Regions from separate parts of the Sus scrofa genome. Here region 2 is linked to region 1. A link is a contact called in public HiChIP or PLAC-seq data. All regions are on one chromosome and are shown on one strand. Each heading gives the region's core, a stretch centred on a gene start, on an enhancer-like site or on the middle of the called end of the contact. The rest is flanking DNA. Distances are from core to core; before and after follow the strand shown.

Region 1 (5,338 bases), core at 289-2,788:
GTGCTCCGCAGAGTGCGGCCCAAGAGACGGGTCCAGAGAGCTGGGTGCAGGGCCTCCAGCAGAGCCCACCGTCAAGAAGGGCAGGGCTCCGAGCCACCCCTGGGGGGCAGGACTGCAGGGCCCTCCGCCTCTTGCCCTCAGAGTCCTGGGTCTGGGCGGCTCAAAGGAGAGAAACGGGATCCAAGACGGAAGGTCCCTGTCTAAAGCCAGGCAGTCACTGAGCCCTGGGCCCAGCGTGGCGGGGCGGGGGTTAAGCCTGGCTCTCAGTAGGTCACGGGGTCACCAGCCTGTCTGCTCAGGGGAAGCAGCTGCAGAAGGGAAGAGGGGAGCTCCTGCCAGGAGCAGAAGGACCTGAGAGGAAATCAGTCGAGCCCAACCTCTCGCAAGACCCACTCCCAGCAGCCAGGCTCGGGGTTCCCAGTCCACGGGGGCCTCCCCAGGGACTTGGGCCAGGGAAACACTAGCCTCTCCCCGCACTCGAGAAAGTCACCCAGAAATGGCAGGATCGCGTTACCCCACCTCCTAGGGCAGCCCAGCCTCTAGCGGCAGAAGGGGATCAGGGGCACCCTCCTGACGGTGGCTCACACAGCCCCCAGGCCGGGACAGGGGAGGGGCTCCCAGGAGGGGTGCGAACCTACTTAGCACTCGGCGGAGGCCCGTGTCCCCCCAGGACACGGCCGCTCAGAGCCACCGGACCCCAAACTCCCAGGCCTGGACTCACTGGGATCCTGTGGTTGCAGTCTGGTCCCAAATTCCTGCGTGTTAGGAGGCGCCCCCACCTCCTCCAAACAAGCCCAGTCACTTGACCACACAACAGGGGTGCGCTGGTGAGGACCAGAAGAGCCCCTCTTGTGGGCAGCAAGAAGAGCGTGAAGGGTCGCCGTGCAGCCTGGCAAATCCTCTCAGGGCCCCTGTGGAAAACTTCTCGGTTCGCTCCAGCGCCAGGAGAGGGACGGGAGAACGAACTGTGGTGGCCGGCCAGTGGGCACACAAGGCGCGCCCGCGCTCCCACTCCGCGGGGCCACCGCGGGACACATCCCGAACGCAGCCGGGGACGGGACACTGCCCGGAGATAAGGGCACTCAAGGGCAGGAAAGGTTCAGGCCGCCTCCTGTGTCCACAGCACCCTGGCTGGTCTCTCGCTGTCTGGTCCCCCAGGTCCCGCCGGCTTCTCCCTCGGGCAGCGTCCCCAGCCCGGTCGTGCCGGACCAATGCCCAGGGGGCGCCGCCCGCCGGTCCCGGCCCCACGAGGGGCCAGGCCGCTCCCCCCGGCCCGGCCCGGCCCGGCCCGGGCGGCGAGACTCACCTCCGCAACCCCGCGGCGCCTTCTCAGTCCCCGCGGCCCGGGCCCGCTCGCCTGCGCCGGTCGGCCCACAACTTGTTCTCGGAGGGCAGGCGGGCCCTCTGCCGCCGGCGCGCTGCCCCGACGGCCTCCCGCGCTGAGTGGCGGAACCGGCAAGCGTCTCGACCCGGCCCGACCCGGCCCGGCCCGGCCCGCGCCTCTCCCTGCGCCGCCTCCGTAGCGTAGCGCCCGGCCGGGGCCCCAAGGCTACGGCGCGCCCGGGGCGCACGCGGCGCTGTGAATCGCGCGCCCGGACTACCGCTCCCACAAGGCGGCGCGGCGCGCGAGGCAGGCCGGGAGGCGGAGTCCGGGGCGGTGGCCCTCAGCCGCCTCGACTGGCGCCCTCCGACTTCCCGGGCCGAGCCGACCGCGAGCGCCGAGGTAGGCGCCCGAGCCGGAAAACGGGAGGCACGGCGTGCCGTGGACGCGACCGGGACTACAACTCCCAGAGTGCCCGGCGCGGTAGGGAGGGGCGGGGCTTCACACCCCCCCGCCCCGGTCGCGGCGCTTCCGGCTGCTGCTGTGCCGGGCGGCGAGGGGCTGCGGCCCCGGACCCCTCCCGGGCCCCTGCGCTGCGCTGGGCCTGCTCGCAGAACCGCCCCCTCCCTCCCGGGTCCCCTCTCGACTTGTCTGCCTCTTCCGGCCCGCAAGGGCTTCCCGGTCCTGTTTCGGTTTCGCTGGGATCGACCTGCGCTGACCACGGCCGCGCCACTCTCTGTGACCCGGGCAGGTTGCTTGCCAGAGCTCCAGTTTCTTCTGGGCCATCGGGGAACCAGTATCCCCGAGCCGCTGGAAGGACGGAGTGAGGCACACGCGCAGCCCAGCGCCAGGCAGGGAGGAAGCCGCGGGGGGGCCTCCGAGCAGAACCCGGCCCTGTTTGCTCAGAGCCTTTCCCTGCACTTTGGGTAGTCTGAGGTCACTCTCATACCCAGCAGCCGCGGACTGAGGGTAGGCGCTGCTTCCAGGACCCCCGCCCTGCGTCGCCTAAGTGCCCGGGAGGCAGCAAGACCCTCGGAAAAACGGATCGGTGTCAGCGGTTTTACCGCAGCAACTGAAGCAGGGCGAGGCTGCAGTGGGGAGTGGGGATTCAGAGGGCGGAGCTCCGGGGGCCCTGGCATTCAGAGGAGCTTGGGGAGCCGGAAAGGGCACAAGCCACGCAGGAAACACAGAAGCAAAGCCCCCTCTACCAAGAGATTCAAGGAGAGTGGTTTGCGGTCCCCTTCTGCCTTCAAGGGCCAAGTCCCGCTGGTGGCTCAGTGACTGCAGGTCCCCTTCCCTCCCAGGCCCTTTCCCTGTGCACTGCCTGAGGCAGCTGGGTCAGAGGTGGTGTCCACAGCCCTATAACCTCCCGACAAGAAAAACGGCCAAAGGTGAGCCGACGAGAAAAACGGCCAAAGGTGAGCCGTGAGACCTGATGGGCGAGGTTCTTTCCAGCCCGCTGCAGTGCTAGGGAGTAGGGAGAGAGCAGGAGCATCTCCTTCCAGGGAGGGGCAGGGCCCTGGTCAAGACAGGATCTGCCCTGGGGGACTTCCACCAGACTGCTTCTGGGCTGGGACATGAGCGGCACAGGTCCCTCCCGCACTCTGGGCACCTCCACCTGGGCCCCTTCTGTGAGCAGCTCTCCAGGAAGCGCTTCCTGGGCAGTGGCCTGGCACTGCCCTGCTTGCATTTTCAATGGTTTTCTGTCACATGTTCTCCCACCCCGGCTGGGCTGTCACCCCTGCAGGACCAGGGCAGGGACTAGACGGACTGTTGGTAGGGCCAGCTGGCCGGCCGACAAACAGGCCCCCATGGTCAAGGGCCCAGCCAGGCACAGGGGAAGCTGTTCCCCCATCCCCTTCCTGGTTGTGGCCTTGCCTGGTGCAGTGAGAGGCCCCTCCCCACAACCTCCCAGGCAAATGGACCCTGTAGGTTCCAGACCAAGACAGGGGCTGTGCCCCCAGTGTCAGAGCAGAGGCAGTGGCCTCATTCTTGGTCAGCAGAAACTTGTTTGGTGCAGCCGAGCTGGGGACCAGACCCTCCCAGAGCCCCACTAGCCTCCAGAACCTGCTGCATTGCCTCAGCACCCCCAGTGCTGAGAGGGCCCTCCTTGCAGCTCCACCAGGAGCCTGAGGATGAAGCCTGTACCCCAGCCCAGGCACGATGCTGCCTTCCCTGGCTGCCCCTGTCCAGGCCTGCCAGTCACACCTGGCACGGACTGGGCCCTTGGGATGGCCAGGTCCAAGCCCCAGTCCCACAAATGGATGTGATAAGGAGTCAGACTAACTCTGGGGAGCCACCCCCTCAGCACCAGGGGCGTGGGTGGGGGCCATCGTCCTTTCCAAGCCCTTCCTCCCCTGCGCTCCTGGGGGAGGCCGGCTCCAGGCAGGGACTCCTGGGACACATCACCCCCTCCAGCTGCCCCCTTGACGCTGCCCCACACAGTGCCTGGGCTCCTGGCGACCCTAAGAGGCCTAATGCCACAGCCCAGCTGAGGACGAGGCCTGGGGGCCCTGCTTGTAGGCCGGCCAACCTGGTGTCGCCGAGGGGCCAAGTGGGCAGCAGACTTGGGTTCAGCTGTCCTCTGCCCCCTGGGCAGGGGCCCCAGGTTCCCCATCTGTGTGTGCTATGCAGGTGGCTCAGGGCTGAGTGGTGGGAGATGGGCGCCTGGGCCAGGGGTTCAAGTCTTGAGGACCGGGAGCTAACAGCCTCCCTTCAAGGCAGGAGTGGCCACTCACCCGTAGACGCTCCCGTGACGCGTGAGCTCTCCTTCTGGGCCCCCCGCCCGGCCGCCCGGCCGTCCCAGCCCAGTCCCATGGGGCTTTTGCCTCATCCTGACCCCACGTCCCCAAGGACGAACGCCCCAGCCCCCCGCCTGCCATGGTAGCAGCCAAACTGCTCTTGGGGGTCACGTCCTACCATGGGCCCCACCCTGTCGCCACGTGCCAGGGGCATCCCTGGCTGGACCCCACGGGGGGTGGGGCGCGGCCCAAAGGTGCAGCCCCGCAGCCTCTGGGAGAGGTGGGCTTGACCAGAAGGTCTCCTGCTGTCCGAGCCCAGATGTCACTGTGGGCAGCTCCTGGCCTGCCCCTCAGCCCCCACGGGTGTAGCACCCCCTTCCATCTGTGCTGCGGCCCTGGCCTCGCTCGCACGTCATCCAGCCCATGACCGCCCTGCCTGGAAGTCTTTCTCAAGGGGGTGAAGACAAGGCTGGGGAACGAGTCAGTGCCTGGCGTTTGGGTGACGGTCTCAGGGCAGCTCGCGCTCACAGACAGACCCGGGGGCGGGGCGGGAGGCAGAATCCCAGTGTTTATTATGGTACATATATATACTTCATGTGTACACACAGATAGTTTTCTCTCTCGGAAGTATTAAAAAATTGATCAACCTTCAATCTATAAAAAATACCTACTCTACATGATAGAAAAATCTCTCCTCCAAGTTTACACTGATATACAGCCAGGCCTTCCCCCCACATGTGCAACACGTGGCTGCATCTTAAATCCTAGGGCAGAAGGTGGGCCACGCAGAGGGGGGAGGGGCACAAGGCCACGCACACGCTCACACGCGGGTGCATGCACACAGCCGTGACCCACCTGGCAGCACCGGGCGGCTACTGGCCAGTGCTCGGCCCAGGGCCAGGCCCTGCAGCCCGCGGGGAGACGCGGCTGCTCCTGGCGGTGCAGGCGCCGGGCAGAGGCCTCCTGGACGGAACGCTCGTCCCAGGGAGGCCTTGATCTGAGCACCTGGAGAGCCCGCCCGGACCCGCCTCCTGCCAGGTGCACCTCGGGGAGGCGCCACCTCACCTCCTAAAGACGTCACACTCCCCAAGGAAACGTGGTTCCAGCAGCCTGCACCTGCGGGGCGGCAGAGACCCGCACAGGGAGGGAGGGCACGCCCTGGCGGCAGCACCTGCCACAGCCCTGCCTGCACCCCCCAGGGTCAGAGGGGCAGCTGCTGCCACCGCCGCCAGGCGGACTCTGGAGTCACGGGAGAGTTGGCGCCCCAGGGTCACTA
Region 2 (5,682 bases), core at 1,934-4,433, 230 kb after region 1:
TAGCATCCATGAGGAAGCGAGTTCGATCCCTGGCCTTGCTCAGTGGGTTAAGGATCCGGCATTTCGGTGAGCTGTGGTGTAGGCCGAAGACTCTGATTTCCCGTGGCTGTGGCTGTGGCCAGCGACTACAGCTCTGACTGGACCCCTAGCCTGGGAACCTCCATATGTCGCAGGTGCAGCCCTAAAAAGGCAAAAAGCCAAAACAAAGCACCAGACCCTCTCAAGTCAGGGTTTGTGACTTGAGAGGGTCTGGTACTCAGGTGAACACGATCTTTCTTCATGGTGGTGTAGATGGTTGCTAGGTTACTGAATTCTTTTTCTAGAGTGGCTGTTACTTACAGCAGTCTCCCAAATTCCCAGAAAACCCCCTTTATGTCTTGAATTCCCTAGTGGGTTTCTAAACTGACCATGTAGTCATCCTACTCTATCCCTATCAGTTTTTTTTTTTTGGTCTTTTTTGTGCAGCATTTGGAAGTTCCCAGGCTAGGGGTCGAATCCGAACTTCAGCTGCCAGCCTACACCACATCTCCTGGCAACCTCTGATCCTTCACCCACGAAGCGAGGCCAGGGATCGAACCTGCATCCTGATGGATACTAGTTGGGTTTGTTACAGCTGAGCCACAACAAGAACTCCCTGTCCCTGTCACTTTGGTATGTAAATATGTCTTCCCCACAGACATTCAGGACCTAGAGTCATATCCGCATTCCTAGGCCTCATTCTCCTTGAAATGTAAATACCTGGAAAGATAACCCAAAATCCTCAGTAGCACCTGGGCACTTAATTCAACCTGTAACTACTGGGTCCTCTCAGAGAGAATGCAAGTTATTATACTTTTTTTTTTTTTAAAGCTTTATTCCTTTTTTTTTTTTTTTTTTGCCTTTTCTAGCGCTGGTCCTGTGGCCTAGGGGTCTAATCAGAGCTGTGGCCACTGGCCTATGCCACAGCCACAGCAACGTGGATCTGAGCCGCGTCTGTGACCCATACCGCAGCTCATGGCAACGCCAGATCCTTAACCCGCTGAGCAAGGCCAGGGATTGAACCTGAAACCTCATTGTTCCTAGTCGGATTCGTTAACAACTGAGCCACGACAGGAACTCCAGTTGTTATACTTTTGAATCAGAGCAATTAACTAAACAAATGGCTACGGGCTTAAGAGTAGAATTTAATGGGGCTAGGGTTTTTTTTACTGGAGCACTCAGAAATGCAGGGAAGTGTTATTTCCCCACAGCTTCTTCTTCTTTTTTTTTTTTTTTGGCTATTTAGGGGCTCACCAGGGGCATATGGTAGCTCCCAGCCTGGGGCTCCAATCAGAGATACAGCCGCCGGCCTACACCACAGCCACAGCAAGCCAGGATCTGAGCTCTTTCTGCCACCTACACCACAGCTCACAGCAACACCAGATCAGTAACCCACTGAGCAAGGCCAGGGATGGAACCTGGTCCTCATGGATGCTAGTCAGATTCTTTTCCCGCTAAGCTGGGAACTTCCTAAGGTGAGGATTTAAACTGACAGTGAAATTTATAAAAAAGATCATATTGGTCTCATAGAAGGAACTGTTGAATATTCAATCTTTTTAATTTCTTGAAAATGTTTGTGGATTGGAATTATATATTCCTTTAAGAAATTTGATAGAAAACCAGTTTTTCACCAATAAAATTAGGTGGGCCTGATACATGCTTTGAGGAGGAATTTAAAATAAGATTTTTTTATTATCTTAACGCTGGTGCATAAAAAACAAATTTATTTGAAGTGGAGGAGACAGAGGGAAACTTCAGATACAAAGGTGAAGTCCTGGCCAATGTCAACTGGAAAAAAAGACAAACCCCATGCAACCTGAGCGCTGTGAGTTCAGTTTTACTCAGGGCTTTCTGAGGACTGGAGCCCGGAAGACAGCCTCTCAGCTCTGAATTTGGAGGTGCTCTGAAGAGGAGTTCGGGACATCCGTGTATATATAAGGGGTACCTGCGGTCAAGTTCACACCTGGAAGAAGCTTGCTGCTGGTCCCGAGGAGCGGATATCTCCATTAGTTACTTTACAGCCTTTCGAGGAATGAGAATTGCAAGAAATTGGGCTCATAAAATTTTGTCTTGGAAATATCTAACTCTCTGAAGGCCTGTTCTGCCAGTTTTTCCCGGAACAGAGTGCCTCATTCCTGACCTCCACCCGGACTTCCTTCCAAGGGTGTTGAAGGTCAGCAGCTGCCCTGGCCAGTGACCTAATCCTGTCGGGTCAGTTGGCGAGTGACATTCTTTACTTGGCAGCAGGCTCAAGTTTCTTTTCAAAGAATTTTAAATTTTACTGAAATATAGTTGATGTACCATGTTGTGTTAATTTCTGCTGTCCAGCAAAGTGATTCTTTTATTATATATTCTTTTTCTTTTTTCTTTTTTTTTTTTTTAGTCTTTGTGTCTTTTTGGGCCGCACCCTTGGCATATGGAGGTTCCCAGGCTAGGGGTCCAATCAGAGCTGTAGCCGCCGGCCTATGCCAGAGCCACAGCAAGGCGGGATCTGAGCCACATCTGTGACCCACAGCATGGCTCACCGCAACGGGGGATCCTTAACCCACTGAGGGAGGCCAGGGATTGAACCCTTGTCCTCATGGATGCTAGTCAGGTTCATTGACTGCTCTGTCACGATGGGAACTCCCCCTTCTACTTACTCTTTTCCATTATGGTTTATCACAAGATACTGAATATAGTTTCCTGTACTATACCGTAGGGCCTTGTGTTTAAGGCTTTTGAAGATGGATGGCTCAAGGTGGATTTTTACCCCAAGATGTAAATCTTAGACAATTTTCATTTTTGACAACTCTCACTTGCTGTTTTATTTTTTGTCTTTCAGGGCGGCACCCATGGAAGTTCCCAGGCCAGGGGTTTAACTGGAGCTGCAGCTGCTGGCCTGCATCACAGCCACAGCAATGCTGCATCCAGACCGCATCCGACTGAGCCACACCCTCAGCCTTGCCACAGCTCATGGCAGCGCTGGATCCTTAACCCACTGAACAAGGTTGGGGATCAAACTCACATCCTCATGGACACTAGTTGGATCCTTAACCCCCTGACCCGCAACGGGAGCTCCTGAAATGGAGTTCTTGATATGAGGCAGGATTGTGCAGGATCCCATAGCAGTAAATCAGACATTCTGCAAGCTTTTGGGTGCGGAGGCACTGTAGTCAGGAAAAACAAATAGGCATCTGGATATGTGGGCAGTTCCAGAGGAAAGCATCACAGCCCCTACTGAAGGCTGTACTCAAGGCAGCACTTGTCAAGAGGTTCATTGTCTTTCTTAGATATGGCTAGAGCTGCAGCAGCTTCAGTGGATGGACGGTTGGGAGAGCAGAGGGGGACTGCCACAAAGCCCCAGTCACAGAACCTAACATTTATTCCGTGCTTGCTTGATTTAACTTTAACCAAAGTGCCCAGACAGACACCAATTTTCACAGGTAAAAAACTTAGTCTGATTGTAGCTAAAGTCTGAGAGGTTCACCGCTAGCAAGAACACACGGGATTTATTTTCCTGTTATGGATCTTCACTTCGTTGCTATTTAGTCTCATGTAAGTTGTGGGCCGCAGAGCCTCATCAGTGCTGGGGCTGTGACCCAAAAGCTTGCAGAATGTCTGATTCTGACTGCTTGAAGGTCCGCCCGAGCCCCAGGCTCCGCCCTCCAACTACATTTCCCAGCAGGCCACGAGCGGGCATCGACGCACTTTCTCCCGGCGTCCCCCGCGGCGGGAAGGAGCCGAGCTGGCTCGAGGCTGACGCGGCAAGCTTTCGTCGCCGCCGCCGCCGCCGCCGCCGCCGCTGCCGCCGTCGCCTCCTCTGCCTCCCCAGCTTGAGAGAAGCCTCGCGGCCGTCCCTGCCGCTCCCACCGGCCACCATGTCCGCCCAGGCGCAAATGCGGGCCCTGCTGGATCAGCTCATGGGCACCGCCCGGGACGGTGAGTCGGGGCGGCCGGTCAGGCTTGGGCTGGGGCAGGAGCGAAGCGAGGCCGCCGGGCGGCTTGCGCCTGCGCGGGCGCCCTCCCCTCCCCCGCGCGCCGGGCCTTTGTCTGGGCCGTTGCGCCTCTGCGGCGGCCGCCGCCGCGCTCTCCCCGCCGGCGTGAGTCCCCGGCGGGCTCCTCCGCCGGAGCCCGCGTCGTGGGTGGGGCGCCAGCCGCTCCCCTGTTGACCTTCTGCGATTTCTCCGCCCTCGGCGTCCTCCGCCGCCCCCGCCGCCCCTTGGGCGGGGAGTCGGCGAAGGGCTGCAGCCAGCGTGGGCTCAGATCGTTCGCGGCGGGCTGGCGGAGCGCCTCCACCCGCGGGAGCCGGAGAGGCCTGGTAACCCTGGGCGTTCTTGTTGTGTCCCACTGCAAGGGAAGCCGGAAATTGAGCTTTTCTAACGTGGGTCCATGCCGCGTGCTTTTCCAGCCCCCTTTGCCCAGCCACACAGGAGAGCCTCTGTTGAGCTAGCGCTTGGCAGTCGTTAGGTAGGTTGTGCTGTAGGGAGGAGCGCAAGATCTTGCCGGTTGTCTCAGGAGAAAGTGGTCGCATCTTTGCAAAACTATGTACCTGCTGTGGTGTGCGTTTTCTTTTCTACCGAAGTAATGCAGTTGTAAGTTCACACTGGCACATTCGCTAGGCCGTGCAGATTCCTTGCACTTTACTTCATAGGTGAATAAGTGCTTTTTAGCTTTCTTTGTATATTGAGTTGCTTTTGAATTGCTTCCCATATTTTTATTTCATACAAACTGAACAATTGTGGCCCCTCTATTTTATTTATAAAGGTTCAGTGTATCTTTGCCTGCCTACATCAATCTGCAAGGGAGTTGCAGAAAAGCCTCATGTTCATCGAGCCGTGAGTCACAACCAATTTCTAAGCTGTTATAACAAAAAAGTGTTTGCTTTTTTTCACAAATAACTTTAAAAGTGTAGTTTAGAAAGAAAACATTTTCAATAAAAAGACACTACATTAATCCTGGATGCTTGCAAATCCTAAAATATATTCCTCCTTTAGTATTACACAGCTCTGTGTCATATACACAGATTAGCTTTAAAAGTTGTCACATTCCACTTTGCCTTTACTTGTATGTATCATTCCCCTGACTTCCTTACTGCAGGTTGGGCAAGAAAACTTTTCCTTTAAAACTTTTCAACAGCGGGCATAAAATTCTGCAGCTGAGGTCTTGAAGAATGCAGATGGGTACAGTATGTGTTGGAACTCACAGTGTGTATTGACTAACCTAGTTCCTTTTTTTGCCTTTTTTTTTTTTTTTTTTTTGGTATTGTCTTGTTAAAAGTGACTCCCAGGTGCCAACTCTCTTTTTTAAGGGGGGGGTGACGGGATAGGTAGACTAGGCCTAGATCATTTATCAGTCAGTAGTTGAAAGAGAAAAGCTTTCTCCATGTAATTTTGGGCAAAATACTGCCTCTCCGTTCGTCCCTAGCCAAATGATTGGATTAATAAGTAGCTTTTTGTTGGAAACTACCAGCTATGTTTTACGTGGTGATTCATGGCCCTCTGATTAGCGTGGGTTTTGATACCTCATTGCCCACACGTATGTGTGGGGCTGATGGCCGTTGGGCGCTCAGCATTTTGCTCCTGACTCCTTAACTTCTTTGGCACAATGATGGAGTCAGACCTCATTAAGTGTGATTCTTCAAGATGCATTTACTATCAAAACCGTCCGTTTCTTTCCGGTTGT

The links. HiChIP or PLAC-seq counts read pairs in DNA pulled down with a chosen protein or histone mark.
Region 2: a contact with region 1 is called in an H3K27ac HiChIP or PLAC-seq map of alveolar macrophages. The contact joins the promoter of LUC7L here to the promoter of CAPN15 in region 1. A contact is called at or near these places in 1 of 5 promoter capture datasets (fetal liver), 1 of 47 Hi-C or Micro-C datasets (heart right ventricle) and 1 of 2 datasets of contacts at active chromatin or transcription factors (alveolar macrophages).

Annotation. Positions count from the first base shown.
Region 1 is chr3:41,207,072-41,212,409 of Sscrofa11.1, forward strand. It overlaps CAPN15 (calpain-15), which reads right to left and starts at 1,539. Exons shown (of 13, transcript XM_021086917.1): 1 at 1,307-1,539. It overlaps RAB11FIP3 (rab11 family-interacting protein 3), which reads right to left. Exons shown (of 14, transcript XM_021086921.1): 14 at 4,612-5,338.
Region 2 is chr3:41,438,944-41,444,625 of Sscrofa11.1, forward strand. LUC7L (putative RNA-binding protein Luc7-like 1) reads left to right here and starts at 3,184. Exons shown (of 10, transcript XM_013987737.2): 1 at 3,184-3,939; 2 at 4,765-5,682.